Linked DNA regions of Capsicum annuum: region 1 is linked to region 2. A link is a contact called in public Hi-C data. All regions are on one chromosome and are shown on one strand. Each heading gives the region's core, a stretch centred on a gene start, on an enhancer-like site or on the middle of the called end of the contact. The rest is flanking DNA. Distances are from core to core; before and after follow the strand shown. Region 1 holds the start of LOC107841913 (BI1-like protein). Region 2 overlaps LOC107841878 (pentatricopeptide repeat-containing protein At5g18950).

Evidence for each region. Hi-C and Micro-C count contacts between places; a contact is called where the count stands out from the background.
Region 1: a contact with region 2 is called in a Hi-C map of bud, with 5 times the contacts expected there. The contact joins the promoter of LOC107841913 here to the enhancer-like site in region 2. A contact is called at or near these places in 3 of 5 Hi-C or Micro-C datasets (bud, leaf and placenta).

Annotation. Positions count from the first base shown.
Region 1 is chr1:176,946,241-176,950,578 of UCD10Xv1.1, forward strand. LOC107841913 (BI1-like protein) reads left to right here and starts at 2,674. Exons shown (of 4, transcript XM_016685765.2): 1 at 2,674-3,148; 2 at 3,676-3,789; 3 at 3,904-4,061; 4 at 4,174-4,338. The coding sequence starts at 2,890. It overlaps LOC107841898 (a long non-coding RNA gene), which reads right to left and starts at 1,244. Exons shown (of 4, transcript XR_001665482.2): 1 at 1,050-1,244.
Region 2 is chr1:176,735,065-176,739,458 of UCD10Xv1.1, forward strand. LOC107841878 (pentatricopeptide repeat-containing protein At5g18950) reads left to right here. Exons shown (of 7, transcript XM_047398965.1): 6 at 182-734; 7 at 814-1,432. Among protein-coding and RNA genes, the nearest start is that of LOC107841878, 19 kb to the left of the region's middle. Within about 2 kb of position 2,822, at least 5 of the 5 cell types and tissues checked have an H3K27ac peak or open chromatin away from gene starts, as enhancers often do. A contact at or near this core is called in bud and leaf, where this site is marked.

The sequences.
Region 1 (4,338 bases), core at 1,424-3,923, 210 kb after region 2:
GCATTATCAGCAGCAACCGTGAAAATTCGATGCAAACCCCACTCATGCAAACACTTAATAATGCCCTTTGCTATATCTTCACCTCTATGGCTAGAAATTGGACAAAAATTGATGATTCTTTTATGTAAAGTCCAATTTTTATTAATCCAATGAGCAGTAATACACATATAATTGATTCTTTGCACAGAAGTCCAAGTATCATTCGTTAGACACACTCTTTATTGAGTTTCCTTAAAAATGCCCCTCATTTTATTTTTTTCTTCATCAAAGAGATCAAAACAATCACGAGTGACAGTTGTACAAGAAGGAATTCGAAACAAAGGTTGTACCACTTTCATAAATTGTCTAAAACCTTTTTTTTCAACGAGTCTAAAAGGAAGTTCATCAATAATTATCGTACGACACAAAGCTTTTCTACACTCTTCTTGATTAAATTTCCATGAAACAATTGATACATCACCCTTGTTACCCCCTGTAACCAGCTGAAATGCTATCTTTGATTGCTTTGTATCAACATTATGAGGCAACTTTTTACATTTTTTTATATGACCAAGCATCGCCGTTGTACCATGTTCTTTTGTATCAGCTAAATACTCTTGTTTACAATAATTACACACACCCTTTTTAATTCCTTCCGAATCAACTTTACTAGTAAAATGATCCCATGCAACAGATCTTTTTTCCTTTCTTTCTTTGCTTTAGACTCAACTACATTCGAATCAAAAGGTATACTCTCACCAATTACTTTATCAACTCTAATATTTTATGCCATCTAGTTGTATTGGCGTGACTGTGATTAAAAAAATAATCAAAATAAGTCAACAATAAAAGATGACCAAAACTTGACACAATGTGCATATAGAGCAGAATAAACAATTCCAGAACAATAATAAAAATTACACTAACGCGATGAGTACAACAGACTCGAGGTCAAAAATTAGAACTTAGTAAGAATTTTTGCAATTATGATTATTAAAGACGGTCCTTAGTATAATACATCAAAGATTGAATAGAAATCAAAATATAGTAGAAGTTATGAGCTTGAATACCTCTTAGGTGTGAAGCTATGACTGTGAGCTTGAATACCTCTTCTTGATGTGAATAATGAAACTTGAGAGTGAGAGACAGTGAGACACTGTGTTCTTATAAGGAGAGGCGCCGCTAAGAGTAAGTCAGTAAGAGGCGCAACTCAAGAATATTTCTATGTTTTTGAATAAAGTTAAACCCTAAGTGCTAATAGTTATTTCACTGATGGAATTAAAAAGTTAAAAGGGTGTTGGCCTATTGGGCCTTATAGGCCATATGTTAATGACTAATCTAATGGATTATAAATGGGCTCAGCACTCAGCAGTCTGGTACACCACTACACTGTATTGTAATTATAACGGGATATTGGGTTATCGGGCCACCCGATAAAAAGGGTTTATAAATCGATGCCCGAGCCGATAACCTGATTTTAGAAAAATCTGTACCAAAAACTGATCCGATAATCAAAAAAAAATGAATTGTTAAGCCGATAAGCATATTATCGGTTCGGGTTAATGGTTTGAACCAAAATTTGCACAGCCCTAAATGCCATGAAGAAGAAACACATCAAGCTCATCACCATCTTTCAAGTCCTTCATAAAGTCAAATAACTCTCTATCAGAATTAATTGGAACTAACTCTTCACCATATGTATGTTGACAGTGGAACCCCTCAATATTTGAATACCCAAGATCTTTAGCGTAGGAAAGAAACTTAAAAAGACTATAGTGGTCTTTATCAATAGCAACAGCAAAGACATCAACCTCACCTTTATAACTAAGCTTAGGGCCCGCTACAATATTTCCCCCGTGATGAAAACAAGTCAAAATATAGTTGTCCATTATATTTCCTTAACAGCCCCCAGAAGATTCTCAACAAAAAGAAATACCCAAAATACCCTTGAACCAGAAAAGTACCAAAATAACCTTGTATTTATCAGTGAAATCTGAAAAATAACACATAAATTAGTCAAATCCCCAAAACACCCACACAAAATCCTAACTTTGTCACTGAAATCCCTAAAAAAACTCCAATAATAAAAATTCAGAAAAAACACTACGAATTGTTGGGGTAAAATATCCATACAATTAGGAAAATAGAAAAAAAGTAAAGAACAACTTTAGTTGTGCCTCAAATTTCTTCAATTTCGTTAATTTAAAAAAAAAAATCTTCAATTTCGTCGATGAACATTAATCAACACTTCATTGCATTCATTGTATCTACAAAAAATACCATTATTAGCTAGATCTCTCTACGAATTAACGAAAATTGAATCAAAAGTAAAAATAAATAAATTATCGGAGCTCTTCAATCGGGTTTGAGAAATGATATGGAAATAAAAATTTTGTGGGATTTTACCCCTTAAATTTTGATATGCTAATGTGTAAAGTAGTTTTCATCGTGGCAAGCTTTAAATGACTTATAAAATCTACGTGGGTCGTTTGACTCACACGCGCCTCACCTTAATTTTAATAAGGCAAAAAGTATCAAAGTAAGATACTTTTATCTACTTGAGGTGTTTAAAATAAACATGATCCAGTTAAGATATCTAAGTGAAAGATGGTGCCAATTTTAGGGGTCACCGATGAGTTTGGTCATTAATTTTTAGTAAGATGAATAATTAAAGATAAAAATGAAATAAAATATAAGGAAATATATTGGGATAATTTTTTATTTATTAGTGGAGAGAGAATTTCAAGTAACATCGCAAAAACTTGTATACATATTACAATTTGTTTTTCAGTTGGAATTATCTAAAAATTGATTAACGATAATACACTCTTTCTTCTTCTGTATTCCAACACAACGACCACCCTTATTCATTTTCCTTGCAGAGAAAAAAGGAATAGAGAGAGATCGAAGATGTACGGATTTACGAGCTTGAACACGGAAGATGGAGGAATCAAAGGGGATATAGAGGAAGGAACATTGTATCCAGGTCTTGGATATGGAGAGAATCAATTGCGTTGGGGTTTCATTCGTAAAGTGTATGGTATTCTTGCTGCTCAGATCCTCATCACTACTCTTGTCTCCGCTGTTACCGTTCTTTATGCACCAATCAATGATCTCCTTCGTGGCAGCCCTGGCCTTCTTCTCTTCCTCATTTTCCTTCCTTTCGTCTGTAAGTCATTACCCTAGATCTATCAATTTTTTGGTTATTTTGTTTGTGATTCACCCGATCTGCTTTCTGAATCGTTGACTTCTTTGTATTTGATGATTTTTTGTGTGCTTTGTATTGTCGTTATTTCGTATTTTGAGAGTAGAAATTTGAGATCTAGGATTTCGCCGTAAATTTATTTCTTTTATGCATGTGTTTGTTGTTGTATTAGTCGTATTTGTTGGAATTGAATCTGAATTAAAGAATTATATAGAAGACGGAATCACTGAAATCTTGTTTCGTCTAAACCTTTTTATTTTGGGATTTTCTATGAAAAATTGGCAAGACAAAGAAAGCATTCACTCCTCCCTCTTTTAAATGTAGATATTTTTCTCAGATCTGTTTGCAACTGCACTACGAATTTGTACTTAATGCATGGTCTGATGCTTCTCGATTCGCTCATATCAAATTGTCCAAAAGTTTATCGACCTGTCTGCACCACTTTCCTTCCTTTTGTAGAAAGCTAACAGTAATAATTTGTTTGTGTGCAGTGCTGTGGCCCTTGCACGTATATCAGCAGAGGCATCCATTGAATTTTGTTTTCCTTGGCCTCTTCACTGTCTCTTTGAGTCTCACAGTGGGTGTGACGTGTGCTAATACTGATGGTGAGTAGTTTCTTTGCTTTATGAATCTTTCTATTTTTGGCATTTGTTGTTGTTATCTTTATACTTTGACATGTTGGATGATTTTGCTCATGCTCATGTGCTTCGAAATTACAGGAAGAATTGTGCTTGAAGCTTTGGTCTTGACATCAGCTGTAGTTTCAGCCCTGACCGGATACACATTCTGGGCTTCTAAGAAGGGCAAGGACTTCAGCTTCCTGGGTCCAATACTGTTTACTAGCCTCTTTGTACTTATCCTGACTGGATTTATGCAGGTTGGTGTAACCTTCCCTTCTGCCTATCACCCTGTTCCAGTTCGAGAAAATAGAACTTTCACATGACCTTCTATTTTGTAGCTCTGACTTTTGAGAGTTTGTCCATTTGCAGATGTTCTTCCCTCTTGGATCTACAACTAGTGCTGTTTACAGCGCAATGGGTGCTATAATTTTCTGCGGATACATCATTTATGACACAGACAACCTGATTAAGAGGTTCACATATGATGAATACATCTGGGCATCTGTCACTCTGTACCTGGATGTTCTGAACCTG
Region 2 (4,394 bases), core at 1,572-4,071:
TACAGAAGCTAAAACTAAGTGACAAAGTTACAGAAGCTCTAAAACTAAGTGACAGAAGCTAAGTGTGGTTGTATAGCTTAACAAAACCAATCCAACCATTCTATTTTTCAGTTTTATAACTATATATGCATGCAGTTTTTTTAGTTACTGGTTAGCTTAATATCAATGTTTGTATATGTAGGTAATGAATAGGTTGAAAGAACTTGATGAGGAGGGTAGAAAGTGGAAAGAAAATTTCAGTCCATATGCTTTGGAACTGTATAATGATTACTTGATCATTGCACAATCTTGTCACATTCATTCTAATGGAGACCAAGGTTATGAGGTGGTTGAGGGAGAAGATCGACATGTTGTGAATCTTGCTAGGAAGAAGTGCACATGTAGAACGTGGGACTTGACAGGTATTCCATGTCCTCATGCCATTAAAGCCTATCTTCAAGACAAACAAGAACCAAAAGTTCGTTTGCACCCGTGTTATTTAAAGGAGACATACAATTTAGTGTATATGCATAAAATACAACCTGTTAGAGGTGAGAAATTCTGGAAAATTGATCCTTCTCGTGCTATGGAGCCACCAGAAATAGTTAAAATGGTAGGTAGACCAAAGCTTAAGAGGAAAAGAGAAAAAGCTGAGGGAAGAAAGAGGGAGGGGGTGTGGTCAGCTTCAAGAAAAGGATTGAAAATGACATGGACATTGTGGTGACACTGGTCACAATCAAAGAAAATGTCCTTTGGTAAGTAATTTATCTTTATGTAGTCAATAATTATGCTAATTAATCCATCAGTTTAACTACTTTGTCAATTTTTTTTTAGCTTCAAAGATCAGCACAAACAGCCCAAGATGTGGTAGTTGCAGCACCCCTAGCGAGTCAAGAATCTATCAGTGTCTTCATGCCTACTCCTGATTTTATTTGTTCTTCCAGTCAACAGAAAAGCCTCTTTGCTGGACTTTCAAATTCAAAGACATCAATCAACCTATTACATCTTTAAGTGTAGTTTCTGATGAAGATGATGAATCTGAGGAGGAGGATCAGACAATTCTAAAGCCTAAGGCAATATCTGAAGAAAAGACTAGGCTTCGACCAACTGGTACTAGGAGAATTGGCTTCAAGGGAGATGAAAATGGCGCGAGTATGCCCACTAATTTGCCATATTCACCAAGAAAACTTACTTGGAAAGGCAAAAGAGCTACGACTTCAAATCAGTTGACAATTGAAAAGAAAAAATTGTCAAACTAAAGACAAAGAGGGGCGGCAAGCAGTAGGTAACTGCATTATGTAGTTGTTTTATAGTTTTGATATTTTTCTGGTTTTTTATGTTAATCAGATTTGAAAGTTGTATTTGGAATCATTTATCAATACTTTGTAGTTTTTGAACAATATCGTTATATGAGAATGCTATTGGAAGCTGGGAACAAGTTAGTTTTTTTCAACTTTGGTGCATTTTTTGCTACTGCTTTCTAATAGTTTTGTTTTTCCAAACTTTGATTTGGGTAAGGTTACCTGCGAGGGAGATATTCACATTGGTATTCTGCTGCTGCTGTGTATAGACCATCTCTACCATGACTTTTTAAATTGGGTAGTTTGAATCTCTTATGTTTCTTTTCGTCAGTTTTGCCAGTTTTGCATCACTGCTGGTTAGATGTTTTTATTTCTCTCTTCTTTTTTTTTTATCTTTTTCCGCAAGTAACCATTTTCAGTTCTGGTTTATTAGCAATGTTCTGCAAGTAACTTTTGACCTTCAAGAGTATGGGGTCGTTTATCGTGATGCATAACATAGACAAGTGAGCTGAAGGCACCTTGTGCATTGCTGCAGGTATACTGGTGCAGCTCCCGTTACCGAAACATATTAATAAAGAAAAAGTTCTCAGTGAAATCAGTCTGGAAAAGGTTGTAGATGGCTTTCATCCTCTGAATATTCTCAATTCATTAGTTTTTGTTTCCTATACGCTTGCGATATAGCTTTTCCCAATTAAATACTACTCCCTCTGTTTCAATTAGTTTGTGTTTTGACTTGATGCGGAGGTTTAATAAAGAAAGGAAGATTTTTCAGTCTTGTGATCTTAAACATATGTTAAACGTGTCAAAATGCTGTTTAATCTTGTGATCTTAAACAAGTCACATGAAAAGTTGGAATTAAAAAATTGCTAAAAAAGAATTAATATTTTTTTGAAACGGACTAAAAAAGAAAGTGACGAAATCAATTGAAATGGAGGGAGTATTAAACGGACGAGATTCTTTTATATTTTTTATTTGTTATATTTGTTATTTGTCCTGAACCGGGGTTTATCGGAAACAACCTCTCTACTTCGCGGAGGTAGTGATATGAACTGTGTATACTTTACTCTCCCCAGATTGGGAATCACTGGGTATGTTGTTATCGTCATCGTCGTCGTCGCTTAACTAAGTTGCTGCACACTTTTTTCAGATCAAAGGCAGCTGAATCAAACCAGGTGCTGCAGTAATTGATGTTGGGACAAATACTGTAGATGATCCTTCTAGGAAGTCGGGTTATAGGCTCGTTGGAGATGTCGATTTATAACTCCAGTTCCGGGAGGCGTTGGACCAATGATGCTTACAATGCTTCTGAAGAATACATTGGATGGAGCTAAACGAGTTATGGACAAGTAATCACTTCAATTCCTTTGGCTCTGTAGACTACAATAAATATGTCATGGCTACAAGAAGATATGCAGATTTGGCAACTGAAAGAAAAGTTATTTTCAAAGAATCATAAAAGATCAAGGAAGAAGAGAGTAGTGGAATGATATGCTGTAAAGTGTTTTCCCTCTTTTGATGTTATGACCCAATTTTTTCATAAGATATTTAGTCGGATCGAGTTTTTAGTTGGGTGGGATAGTGGGATCTGGTTGGATCATTTATTTATTTATTAATAATAATAAATATTAATTAGTTAAATTTCTAACCAATAATAAATTGACATTTGTTAACTGTTAAGTGAATGGATATTTTTGAGTTAAATAGGTTGAAGAAAGGATATGTTTGAGCCTAAAGATGAAGAATTTGTGGACTATTTTCCAAACTTGAAGATATATTAAACCCTTTTCCATTTGTATTTTCAAAAAAATATTTCCCCCTTCTTATTTTAAGACCGCCGCTCCTGCCACCACTCTACCACCATAAGGAAAAAATGGAAGAGTGATTCTTTTGGACATACAAAAAAAAAAAAAAAATCTAAATCCTTTAGGTTTTATCCCCTTAACAGAATTCCTCTCCTTTTGTTTTCCTTGTGTTACCGTGGCTGCTTCTCCACCCAGAAGAATCACTCTTGCATTTTTCTCTTCATGCTAGAGTATCATTTTTTTTTCATTCTACCTATTTTTTCGTTCTTTTAAAAATAAAAGATTGTTAATCGAGAAAATTTATGCAGAAGAAAATTATTAGAGGAGAATAAGAAGGAAAACATGTGGAGAATCGAAAAACTTGACTGATAGAGTGGGGAAATTATGACGACCGGGAAATAGAGAAACAGGGAAGATTGGGGAAGGGATGTATAAATGGATTTTTGCTTTGATTTTTTATAAAATTATTTCATTTTGGGTGACATTTTTTTAATCATCAAAATTCATTTTTATGATTATTTTAATTGAAAATGCCATATGTCACCGTTTGATTGTTATTCTGACGCTCATTGTCATGTACATTACACTCGCTATTTTTTAAAAATTAGAGTGTCTAATAGGAAGAAGGCTAAGTTAACGTATGAATAATGTGGGCAACTTTAAGGGTCCGTTTATGACTTAAGTGAAATAATGTTCTCGAAATTATAGGGCTCTTTTGGCTGAGGAACACGTTATCTCGGAACTAATTATCCCCAAATTAGTTATTCCAGAATTGTTATCCCACCCTTAATATAGGATAAAAATGACACTACAGTCACAAAATAACTAATTCCAAAATAAGTTTTCCACCATTTTATTCCAACCAAACATGGGATAAATTCATTTTAAAATTAATCCCAAAATTAATTATCCATTATCTCTCGTGCCAAACAAGCCCTAATATTTTCCTTTATTTTTCATGACAAGCATGGTTAATAATCATTCAAAATAACTTTTCCCAAAATTTAGAACAGAGACAAATATCTAGGTGCTACACAAACAAACAAATCAAATAATTGAAAAGAATAGAAATAAAAGCCCCCTCAAACAAAGTTTGTAATTGTCCCTTCGTTTGTTACTCACACAAATACACACAGACATAACCAAAACACACAATATATACCTTCACGTTCTTGCTCTGCAAGTTTCATTAGAAACTCATCCAAATTCTTCTGCAAAATATTTCGATCATTGAGGAGGAATTCGATTTCACCAGTGATTTTAGCAGCAACAGAAGTTTTTGCATCTATGTGACTAAGTTTGGCTTTAAGTT